Linked DNA regions of Mus musculus: region 1 is linked to region 2. A link is a contact called in public promoter capture Hi-C data. All regions are on one chromosome and are shown on one strand. Each heading gives the region's core, a stretch centred on a gene start, on an enhancer-like site or on the middle of the called end of the contact. The rest is flanking DNA. Distances are from core to core; before and after follow the strand shown. Region 1 holds the start of Atp8b2 (ATPase, class I, type 8B, member 2). Region 2 holds the start of Arhgef2 (rho/rac guanine nucleotide exchange factor (GEF) 2).

The links. Promoter capture Hi-C pulls out the DNA fragments that hold promoters and counts their contacts.
Region 1: a promoter capture Hi-C map of cranial neural crest shows a contact between it and region 2. The contact joins the promoter of Atp8b2 here to the promoter of Arhgef2 in region 2. A contact is called at or near these places in 4 of 39 promoter capture datasets (cranial neural crest, liver and pre-B cells).

What each region holds. Positions count from the first base shown.
Region 1 is chr3:89,960,948-89,966,220 of GRCm38.p6, forward strand. It overlaps Atp8b2 (ATPase, class I, type 8B, member 2), which reads right to left and starts at 2,391. Exons shown (of 28, transcript NM_001081182.3): 1 at 2,210-2,391; 2 at 128-194. The coding sequence starts at 158. It also overlaps the pseudogene Aqp10-ps.
Region 2 is chr3:88,619,072-88,624,803 of GRCm38.p6, forward strand. It overlaps Arhgef2 (rho/rac guanine nucleotide exchange factor (GEF) 2), which reads left to right and starts at 2,088. Exons shown (of 22, transcript NM_008487.4): 1 at 2,088-2,250. The coding sequence starts at 2,188. Gm20652 (a long non-coding RNA gene) reads right to left here and starts at 2,034. Exons shown (of 2, transcript XR_375820.2): 1 at 1,960-2,034.

The sequences.
Region 1 (5,273 bases), core at 1,141-3,640, 1.3 Mb after region 2:
CCCGCTCAGGACGCCTAGTCCTTTTTTCTCAGAACCATACTAGTCCTTCCTCTTCCCTTGGCTCCCTCAGTCATAACAACAGCCATTTTCATCATGCCCCCAGAGACCCACTTCTTGCCTCTCTTACCTGGGGGGCGCTTTTTTGCACACAGTGCCATCTCACCCAGCAAGGTTCCAGCAATCCATGGGAGACCCTGCAAGAAAGTAACAGACACACGCAGAATTCTTCACTGCCCACATCAGATGCCTTCTGAAAACTATCCTAGCTCTGCTCTGCCCTGCCCTCCCCACCTCCTCCAACTCCACTAACGCTCACCTTCCTGCACTGACATGAAAACCTGAGAGAAAAGGGAGGCCTTCCCTCTGTCCTGGAAAACATGAGGGAACTGAGAATTTACAGAAGCCAGAGCCTATAGGGAAAGGGCCTAGAAGAGACCAGATATAACAAGTGAGACGTAGCTCTCAAGGTATCCACCTGAGGAACAATGGCTGTCCCGTGTGCCGTCCTAGTGGCAATGACAGCTGCTGCCGGTACTAGAAAGCAGAATGTGCCCTAGTGGGTTGGGTGGAGAGCTAGGAACCAGGAAACACCTGGCAGAGCATCAGGAAGCAGGGTGGCCATGTTCCACCCTTCTAGAAAGCTCCTAATGTCCCCACCCCTACTTTCATTACTGGGGCTTCCATTATCACCTCCTCCCCAGGAGGGTTCTCATCAGACACATGGCCACCACTTCCTGCAGACAGTCCTCAAACCATTTCCTCTCAATCTTGTCCAGCCACCCTCTGGGGCCATCAGAGAGGTCTTCCCAGTCCTGCTAAGGGGTCACCATTCTCTCTCACCCCGAGTCTACTCCAGTCAGAATGACACTAAGAACAGGCTCAAGAGAGCCTCTGCTTCCTCCCACCCTCTCATGTACTTTCTCCTAAAAAGGTGTAAGTCCAGGCCACAGGAAACTCCTCTTCCTTCAGATGGAAAGCCTTGCCCCTCCTTAGTTCCCTTGCCTCTAGCCTGTCAGTCCCAAGAGATACTAATTGCCTGTCTGCCCAATCTCTGTAATTACTGACTGTGGTCCTAGCCCAGCCATCCTCTCCCGCTCTCCCTTCACTAATGTGCACTCCCTCCTTGACCTCAGAGCAGACAGTCCTGAGGGGCACTAAGTCCTTTTCACTCCTGACTCTCCACAACTGTGGCAAGCAACAGTGGCTGCCCCCTTGGCTCTGGAAGAAAAACCTCATGAACAATTTGGCGATGCCAAACCCTCTTCCAGGGCCCCAGCCAGGGTCTCCACCCAATCTAGAGCATGAGTCACGGGGAGGGTGGAGTGTGGAACCAGACGCTAAAGGAGAGGATGCAGGGTGGGCATTGCTGGCTCCTACCCAGCCCCACTCGAGTGGGAGGCTATCAAGCATCGTTAGCCCTAACATCTGGGTCTTCCTTCTTGGAAAGAGTTAACAGTGGAGCAAGCTGACCATCAAGCGTCAAGTCTGGATACAGATCAGGAAAGTACTTTTACCTCTAGGACCCTGGGGAGACTGAGAACAACTTTGGCCCCAATCCTCGAGAGGGGTGCAGTAACAAGGTCCCCCTCTCAGGATATCCTGGTTTTCTAAACCGACTAGGCCCACCAGCCACGTCGCCTTGCCCCGTCACCCTACCCCAGCCCCCTCTGCAGCCACATCTGGGATAAAAATAGCCAGCCATGGGAAAGAGGCAGCGCTCCACGAAGGAAAAAAGACTCCTCCTCTGGGTCTGGCCTCCGCTCCTTTCCAACCAAGAGCCTTTTCAGGGGAAGCTAGCAGATAGACGAGACAGGAGAAAACAATAATACCGGAGGCCACCTTCCTTCCCTCTCCAAGGACAGTATCCAGGACCCACCACACAGCTCTGAGCTCCCAAAGCTAACATCCCTGGCACCCTTGGTTTTCCTGGGGCACAGAGAGACCTCCACCTTCCCGGGACAAATCCTATCAGCCCCAAACTCCCTCTCTAGGCACCTAAAGGCTGGCACCAGGTTACTCCTCACACCCCAGCTCCGCACGCCCCTTCGGGGCCCCATTTTCCCAGCTTGCGCACAGCTACCGGTTCTCTCCATCCTGGTAGCCCTTCTCTCCAGCCTCCCACAGCCGCTCCCCGTGGCACCGCTGCCCGCGCCTCCCAGAGCCGACCCTCCCGGTCCACACCCCCGGCCCCACGGTGGCAGCGCCTTACCTTAGCGCTCCGCGCGCGGCGCTCGGCCCGGCGGCCCCGTCCGGCCCATGCCGGGGGCTGGGGCGGGGGCGCTCGGCTCCGCTGCCCGCAGGCTCCCGCCCCCCCACAGCAGCCCGGCTCTCCTGACCCCCCCGGGGCCCCGGCCCGCTACTTTGTGTCAGTTTCGGCCGCGGGGCGGAAGTGACGGCTGCGGCCACGGGCGGGGGGCGGGAGGGGCTTTGGGGAGGTGAGGGGCGCGGCGTGCGCCATCTTGGTGCGTAGGGAAGGGGGGGGTCCCAAGCTCCAGCCGGGACACGCACACAATCGGCGAGGCTGGAGGACGCTGGGATGCTGCTGCTTTATTTTGGAAGCCAGAAACCGAGCGAATGCTGCTTTCTCTGCCAGAAACCATCTTCGGGGAGGAGCCTGATGCGGGAGTAGTGATGAAGAAGCCCCGTAGCACACTTCTCTCTAGCCCAAGTCTCTGCTGTGCTTCCCTCCTCGCCCTGGCTCATCTCAAGGCCTTTCACTTCCTGAAAAGGCACAGCTATGCATTGACTGGGAGTTGTGCCTCAGTTTCTCCACTTGGTTCTCCTGACGATAAGTAGTTGACTTTGCCCCTTACCACATTCCCTTGGGTGGTATATTACGCGCGCGGACACACACACCTCGAAGAACTATCTGAGGTCGTTGGCGCTCCTGTCAGGCCAAAGGTAGGAAACGTAGAGATTTCCCGAGCTGGCAGCCAGAAGACAGGAAGATAGCTCCGAGGCAGAGCCCTTGCCTAGGCCCTAAATCAAATCCCTAATGCCACAAAGTACGAGTGGTTTTGTTGTGTTGTTGTTGTTGTTTTGAGTCAGTGGGAGGGGATGTCTCACTATGTAGCTCTGAAAGGCCTGAAATTCTCAGAGACCCTAGGCGTGCTCCATCACTTCCGAGTCAAACTTAAACTGGGTTTTGTTTGTTAAAAAGATTCACTCTTAAACCGGGCGTGGTGGCGCATGCCTTTGGTCCCAGCGTGCGCCTTCGATCCCAGCACTCCGAGGCAGAGGCAGGCGGATTTCTGAATTGGAGGCCAGCCTGGTCTACAAAAAGTTCCAGGACAGCCAGAGCTATACAGAGAAACCCTGTCTCGAAAAACCATTAAAAAAAAAAAAGATTCACTCTTGTTAGGTGTGTTGAGTAACACGCTGAAGTCAAAGCCGTTATGGTCTGCATAGAAGATTTCAGTACTCCATAGGGAGACCTCGTCTTAAGACGAAAAAGTGAAGAAGGGAGAGTAGAGGAAACCAAGCTTCTCTCGAGAAGCTCCCAGGCCCTACCCCTCAAAGGATCCTAGGATCCCTCCACCCACCCGATTCTAGAAACCTTCCCAAAGCCAGCGTGCACACCCTCTGGCGGCTCCTTTAAGGAACTGCGTGCCTGGAAGCTCCCAGGGTAGAAGACCAGTCTGGAGTCCTTCAGGAGTGGTAAACAGAAGTGTCCTAGTCTGGCATAGTAATACAAAGAATATCTGTCTTGCGTGCTGGCCAGCTCATGGTGCTCTTGCAGAGTGGGATAAGATTGGTCCTTGTCACAGCTTACACTCCAGCTGAGCTAGAGTAACCAAGTCTGAAGCCTTGAGTTGAGATGCCATCACCTTTGGAAATGGTTCTAAATCCTCAGGATGGTGCAGAGCCACCAGGAGCTGGTATTCGGCTGTGCCCAGGGTGGCCCCCACCATAGGAGCCACTGGAGGCACCCACCACCAGCCATTACCAGCGCTGTAATGGAAAGACAAAGGGAGGGGTCAGAGGTGGCTCTTAGACACACCTCTTCCCATAAGCCAGGACTAGTAAGGCAGGCCCTCACACTATTCCTGTCATGACATCCAACAGTGAGCATGGGTTCACATTCATGAATGGGAAGCACTTAGGAAGCAACCCCCAGCAGAACTTAGTCCAACCTCTAGTCTTGCAGAATAAACTGAATAGACTTTTTTACGGATGGAGTCACTAAAGCCCAAAGTAGTAGTATGGCATGCCCAAGGACACCTCTGAACCTACTATATGCATGAAAAGGGGGAGGGGGGATGCAGGAGAGCTATGAAGGAAGGGAGAACTTGCCAGCTGAAGAAGGAACACTGTTCTAAGAATACAAGGGCAGTATGTAAGTGGATAGAACTCAGGTTGGACATGGTAGCACATGCCTTCAATCCCAGCACATGGAGGGATCTCTGCCAGCCTGGTACATAGTGAAACCCTGTCTCAAAAAAAAAAGGGGGGGGGAGGAATCTGGAGAACCATGGACAAAGCTATTAATAGGGGTAAATGGAGGACTGTACCAAGGGAAGCTGTCTCCTACCTGAAGACGCCAGGGCCCCAGCCAGCAAAGTAGTGAAGATCCTTGGGCCCAGGTCCCGGGCAGGGTTGAGTGGAAAGCCACAGTTTGCACCCATGGATAGTCCAATGGTGAGGATCAGCAGTCCCACCACCACCGGCTCCAGACCTGCAGGCGCTCCTTTATTCCGTCTGTCTAGGGTCGCTAACAGCCCCACAATCAGCATCCAGGTACCCAGAACCCTGAGGTTGACAGAGGTCGAAGGAAAGCCATCAAGTGACACATAGGTGCTTCATTTGCCTTCTGTCACTCAAACACACTGTGCCACCCCCTCTATGCCATCTGTGCAGCAGAAGCTACGGGACCAAGGTAGAATGAACCCATATTCCACCCAAAATCTGAACAACGAGCTGGGATCCCAACAAACAAGGCAAAGTGCGGGACTTTCCCATATCTTCTGCTCATACTTACCTGATCCAAGAAGCCATTGTTCAGGGACAGATAGGGGGAAGGGTAAGTGGCAAAAATGGAGGCTGCCTCTTTGGGACCGGTCACTGTCAGGTTCCCACCTGTGTAGTTCTGTAGGGCATCCTCAAGAGAGAGGGGCACTCAGAGTTTCCATCTTTGCAAGGCACCTCTGCCCACAACTGTCCCCGATCACATTCTCTTACCATAGTAGAGAATGTAAGTGGCCCCTGAGGCACAGAAAGCAGACAGCAGTTGCACAACGCAGTAAACGGGGAGCTTGGCCCAGGGGAGGCGTCCC
Region 2 (5,732 bases), core at 838-3,337:
ATTAAAAACAATTTCTCAAAGATGTCACTGGTAGGATTACGGGGGTGGGGGCTAGAATGAAGGGGTTTGGGGAAAGGGAAGACCCCCAGAAGAAAGGAGAATGTTCATTGTTCCAGAGGCTCCAGAGAACAGAAATGGAGTCAAGCTGAAGACATAGAGCACTCAATACAGTTTTAAAGGTTTGGTTTTGCAGGGCAGACAAGGGAGAGGTGAGCAGGTGGAGCAGACAGCGAGCTGAGGCTGGGGAAACACAGTAAAAGGCTAGAGGAGGAGGTCACCCTCTTCTTCCATAGACCTTCCACATGGGCTTTACGTACTGACCAGACCCTCAAAAGAGTCTGGGGGAAACCTAGATTTACTAGTTACTCAAGAGTTTGGCTTATAACAATTTCTAGTTCAGGCCTTAGAGAAAATTGAGGTCTCTGCCCCCCCCCCCCCCAAACCAGGCAGCTCATTCTGACCTCTAGCTGATTGTTAGTACATTTCTCAGCTTTGGCTGGTCACTCAAGCGGGGCAAGTCTGGAGGCTCAGAGCCAATAGGAACATGGCAGGTCCTGAGGCCTTCCTAGGATTCCTTCAGAGAAAACAGAATTGGTCTGGGAAAGTCCTTTCTGCCTCATCTGGCCAGCCTGAACTGGACATTGTTTCTTTTTCCCTGGCCTTTACTATATAAGGACCCTGAACAGGAGAATGGGCACAAAAGGTGAGGGAGTTCCTAGGCAGGAGATAGGTCAGAGGAGCAGAGTGGGAGGGGAGCAGAGCCGGGGTGAGGAGCTGAGGAGCCCAACCAGCACAGCGGGTGGATGAGGCAGCCGAGCCCAAATTAGAGACTGAGGCTAAAATTGGCACTCTAGGAGTGCAGGGCTGGGCTGGAAACCTGCAGCCCTAACACCACCCTCCCTGCCCCGCTACCGAGAAGAACAGAGCAGAAGCTGGTGACAGTGGCTGGGCCTCATCTCCCTCCCTCTTTCTTTTTTCTTTCTTTCTTTTTTTTTTCGGTGTTTTGAGACAGGGTTTCTCTGTGTAGCCCTGGCTGTCCTGGAACTCACTCTGTAGACCAGGCTGGCCTTGAACTCAGAAATCTCCCTGCCTCTGTGCAACACCACGCCTAGCCATCTCCCTCCCTCATTACCACACACTTTTGGGACTAGATTAGGTAGTACCCTAAATTTTTACAAAACTTTGCCCCAGGGTGCTCAGGTTTTTACAGAGAAATCGGAGACCTTGATAGGTGGAAACGGAGCAGACTGGAGAATTTCCCCAGTGGCAGGAAACTCAGGTTGACTCAAAGGGTCCAGAGAAATGAAAACCCACCCACACTCCTCAGCAAGCTCAAACGTTTCCAGACAGGGCCAAGTTGTTTCTATAGTCTCCTGTGGCAGAGAAAACTGGTGTCAGGACACAAGGAAGGATTTCCTCAGCTAGCCTCAGGAAAGGTGGAGCCTTCTCACCTTCACTGCCAAAGTAATTGGCAGAGGTGGGGCTGAGAAGGATGGTCAGAGTGTGGTCCACAAGGCCCAGAGGGGTGAGAAGCTGGGCGGGGGGTGGGGGGGGGTGAGGGGAAAACCCTCTCTTGTGGACTCCTAGCTTTTGGAAAGGAGTCCCCTTCTTCACTCTTTTGGGGGAGTGAAGCCTGTTAACGATGAAGCTTCTAGTTCCCCTTTCATTGCCCCCTCCCTCTTGTCATACCAGTCCAACATTGTAAAAGCGGTCTGTGTACTCAAGCCTGTTTGATGAGTGAGCCCTTATGGCTAGGTCTCCCAGTTACCGATAAGGTGATAGAATCCCCTTAGGGTCTTTAAAGAGTGAAGTTACCCGGAATGGGCGCCGGTGTTTTTCAAGGACAGCCGAGCTAAGGGAGGTCGCTGAGGTCAGAGAGTGTTCCTAAGCGCTAAAGGGAAAAGGGATCCTCGAACCTGTCCCAAGGACCCCTGTCCAGCAGACTGCAGCGATACTAACCCCGGCGTCCCGTCCGGTGCGCGGGTACCCCGCCCTGCCTCCGCTCCGCCTCTCCCCTTCCTGAGCTCGGGTGGGGGAGGAGACTAGGGTTTGAGGAACTGGTGCTGGGTGCAGGGGCGAGGGGACTCAGACTTCCTGTCCCCGAGGCCGACGCGTGCGGCCGGACCCCTCCCCCGCCGTTGCTGGACACCCGGGGCCGCCGCGTCCTCCCGCGGCTCACGCTGGATTATGTCTCGGATCGAATCCCTCACTCGCGCGCGGATCGACCGGAGCAAGGAGCAGGCAACCAAGGTGGGCTGGCTCTGCGACCGGGCGCCCTGCCGACCTCTGGGCCTCCGCCCCGCGTCCCGCGTCCCCCCGCCCGCTCTGGGGCGCCCGAGTCCGCGCGCAGCGGCCGGACGGGGTGGGTGGGGCTGCGAGCGCGTGAGGAGGGGGCTGGAGGACCGCAACGTGACCCGCGTCTCCAGCACCCGCGCAGCTTCTGTGCGGGGATCTAGGAGAGCTGAGCTGGGTTACCAGTGGTTCGGCGGGACCGAGTGTTTTGGGCCGCTCGGAAGAAAGTTGCTCCGGTAAGGGATCGAGCGGGAAAGAGGGGCGAGCGTGTCGGGTTCCTAGGGACGACGCTCTTGGGCACCCCTTTCCGCACCCCAGTTCCGGGGGTTGCTTGCGGCCGTGCCCGCTAGCGCCGGCTCGGTCGTTCCCCCTTTGTCCCCACCAGCGGGTGGAGGGGGCCGGAGGGGGTGTTTTCCAAGCTCCCTCCCCCACCTTCCCGCCCCTCCAAGACAAAAGTCAGCTCCTCCTCTTCTTGCGGATGGACTTTCCAGCTGTGATTCAGTTCTTGCCTGGGGTAGGCGGGTGGCTAGGGGTCAAGACAGCAAGCGGCCGCCCATTTTCTCCGCCAGGCCAAACCGATCCATCAGGTGAAGCAAGCTGCCTTTGTGTCGCTGGGATGCCTTCTCACATCCTGAGCGTCTCGGTGCCAGGACCCAGAGTAGTTCCCACCCTTATCTGTTTCATCAGCTTCCAGGCTCCTGGTTCTCCAGCCGCCTCGGTTAACCCAGTTCCCCCACTCCCCTCAGCCATATTTCGATTATCGCCTCGGCTTGGGGGCCCTTCACCTGTCATCTGGAGTCTGGCTGTGTAATTATCAGCACACTCTGCAATACGACCTCTCCAGCACGCCTTTACAAGTGTCCTTTATTCCTGTCTTTGTATTCAGACGCCCTCCCAAATGCCATGACTTTCCTCACCTCAGCTCACAGGAAGTGGTGAAGCCGAGGAGGACTTGTAGATGAATAAGTGAAGCCAGGGGGGCCTGGTTCAGGCGGACGGCGCCTCCCTGTACCTCAGGACACTCACATTATAAGGCTCTCTCGGAAAGCAAAGGCAGGAAGGGCTTTAATCTTAATCCCTGTCCTTAGCGAGAGCGTAATGACCCTCCCGCAGCCAGCCAACCAAGCAGATCATTTTCAGGCTGGAAAGCCACTCTGCGAATGGAAAGCTGCCCTCTCCCTTCCTCCAAGGTTCCAGGCTTTAGCTACTTGCTTTACTGCTACACTGGGAGAAGGTCGGTAGGGGTGGAGAGCCTCGGGGGCGGGAAGCTCAGTTTGAGGCTTTTTGTAGGGTTTCGGGATGGGAGTCTGCTCACCGGAAGAAAGCTAGCAGGGCTCTGAGCAGCTCCAGGGTGAGGTGACTGAGTGTGAATTGTGGGGTGGCAGACAGGCTCTTAACAAACCCTAGCGACAGGCCAGGCCCCAGCTCCCAGAGTCTGTTTATTTTTTCAACCGTTTGAGCGAGACCCTGGAGTAAAGCCAGGGTGGGTGGGGGGAACTTTTTGAAAGCACGGAAATTTGGTTCCACCCTAAAAAGGAAAGCCACTGGGGGGGGGGGGGCAGGAGAGGCAGACCTGTGGGGCTGTACGAAGACATCCTCAGGGGGCCTTTCTCCAATCCAGACACCTGGCATCTCATCCCCTGTTTTTCTTTTTTTCTTTTTCCATAACACAGTAACTGGAAATCCAGACTCCTGGCTTTTTTATCTTTTGACTATGCTATGGAGAAGGGATCAGGGAATCTGACTGGTTTCCCAGAGACCAGTGAGTGGTTCTGAGAGGGTAGAGAGACCAGGGGAAGGAGGGAGGTTGTCAGTTTGAGCTGGTCGGAAGGGGAGGGACACCTCCGGAAAGCTGTGGTTACTGAAGTGGGGGAGTTGGTTCCTAGCCACGAACCCTGGATCTCCCCCCCCCCCCCCAGCGCACCAGCTGTCTCCTTTCTTTTTATACTGTGCTGGGAAGTCGAGGGGCCCACTGGAAATGAGATTATTTGAGGAACGTGGTCTTCCCCGATACCTACGAGGGAGGGAGAAAGGTCAACCCTGAGATCCGCTGCCCTCCCCCACCTCTTTCCTTACTTTGAGATATCTTCTCAGAGGGAAGAATTCAAGTGTAACCTGCCCCTTTCTCCTTCCCGGCATAGGATCGGCATAGGATCGCTCCTTCCGCCCCTCCACGCTTGCTTCCCTTTTCTCTGCATTGTTTCTGTTCTTCCAGGCTGTCTTCTGTTCTCCGCCCCCTCAGTTCTCTCTGCCCTACTTCCTACCTCCTCAAGCCTCAAAGCTGCTCTTTCCATCTTTAGGCCCCCTTATCTCTCCACCCTACTTTCCTGAGCCCTAACCGTCTTGGCCCACAGAACAAAGCCAGGAGCACCATGGGTCTTCCTGAACCCTGTATGTGATGGGGAGCGGGGAGAGCGGGCTGCCTTTGTTCTGAGTTCCAGAGAGGTGGCTGGCTTTGTTTGCAGGGCCAGGAGGGCAGGGCTGGGGGGGAGCCCTGGAGGGAAAGAAGAATCCTGACAGTTTGGGAGACTGGAGGAGTTGGGTCCTCGAGGAAGCTGAAGTCTGGAGGCCATCCAAAAAGCTTGTAGGGGTCATGGGTGTTCAGCAAAGCACTTGGTGAGGAGAAAGCGGCAAAGCTGGGCCCAGGGAGCTAAGACTTAGAGAGGTCACCTAGGGACTGCAAGATAGCTGGCAGCACCTAAAACACCCAGGGGCACCAGAGGAGGTGAAGGAGGGTCTGGTTTCTGGTACCAAAACTGTGACCTTCTATCAGGGAGGGCACAGATCAAACTGTGATTCCCAAGTATTGTCCCATGCTTCTTGTATTGGGGGTGTGTCTCTCCGTCATAGATGCTCAGGGGTGATCTTTGAAAATTCGTGCTTACCAAGCTGAGTGGACATAAGGAAGTAGTTCCCATTTTAAAGTTTAGCCTCTGTGTTGATGTAGGATGTAGGTTTTGAGTGAATTAATTGGTCGTGGTGGTTTCTGGAGCTGGTGGAGAAATGGCTGAGAAGTGCTGGCTGGACCCTTCTGGGTTTGTTTGTGTCTCCTTAGGGAGGTGGGGGCAGGGCTGCAGGCTGCAGCTACCCCCTCCCAACTCAGCTGGCCTGCCTTGTGCCAGGAGGGCAGGGAGTCTGGCACAGCTATTGTTTGCCTGCACAAATGCCCGTCTGTCTGCGTTTTTCTTGCCTTCTCTCTCTTGGCCCGACAGGTGTGGCTGGGTGGGGAGCAGGCTGGGGTCCAGGGAAACTGGGTCTCAGAGTCTCTATCTAGCTGGATTTTATTGCTTATGACTTAAGTGCCCTTCTCCCACATCACCAGGATGCTGCCCAGTCCCCTGTCCAGTGGTTTACCATCCTTCATTAAGCAGAGGTTTTCTAAGTGCCTTTGTGTATTCCGTGATGGCCTTCTCTTTTGTTTCTGTCTGGGGCTTTACTGT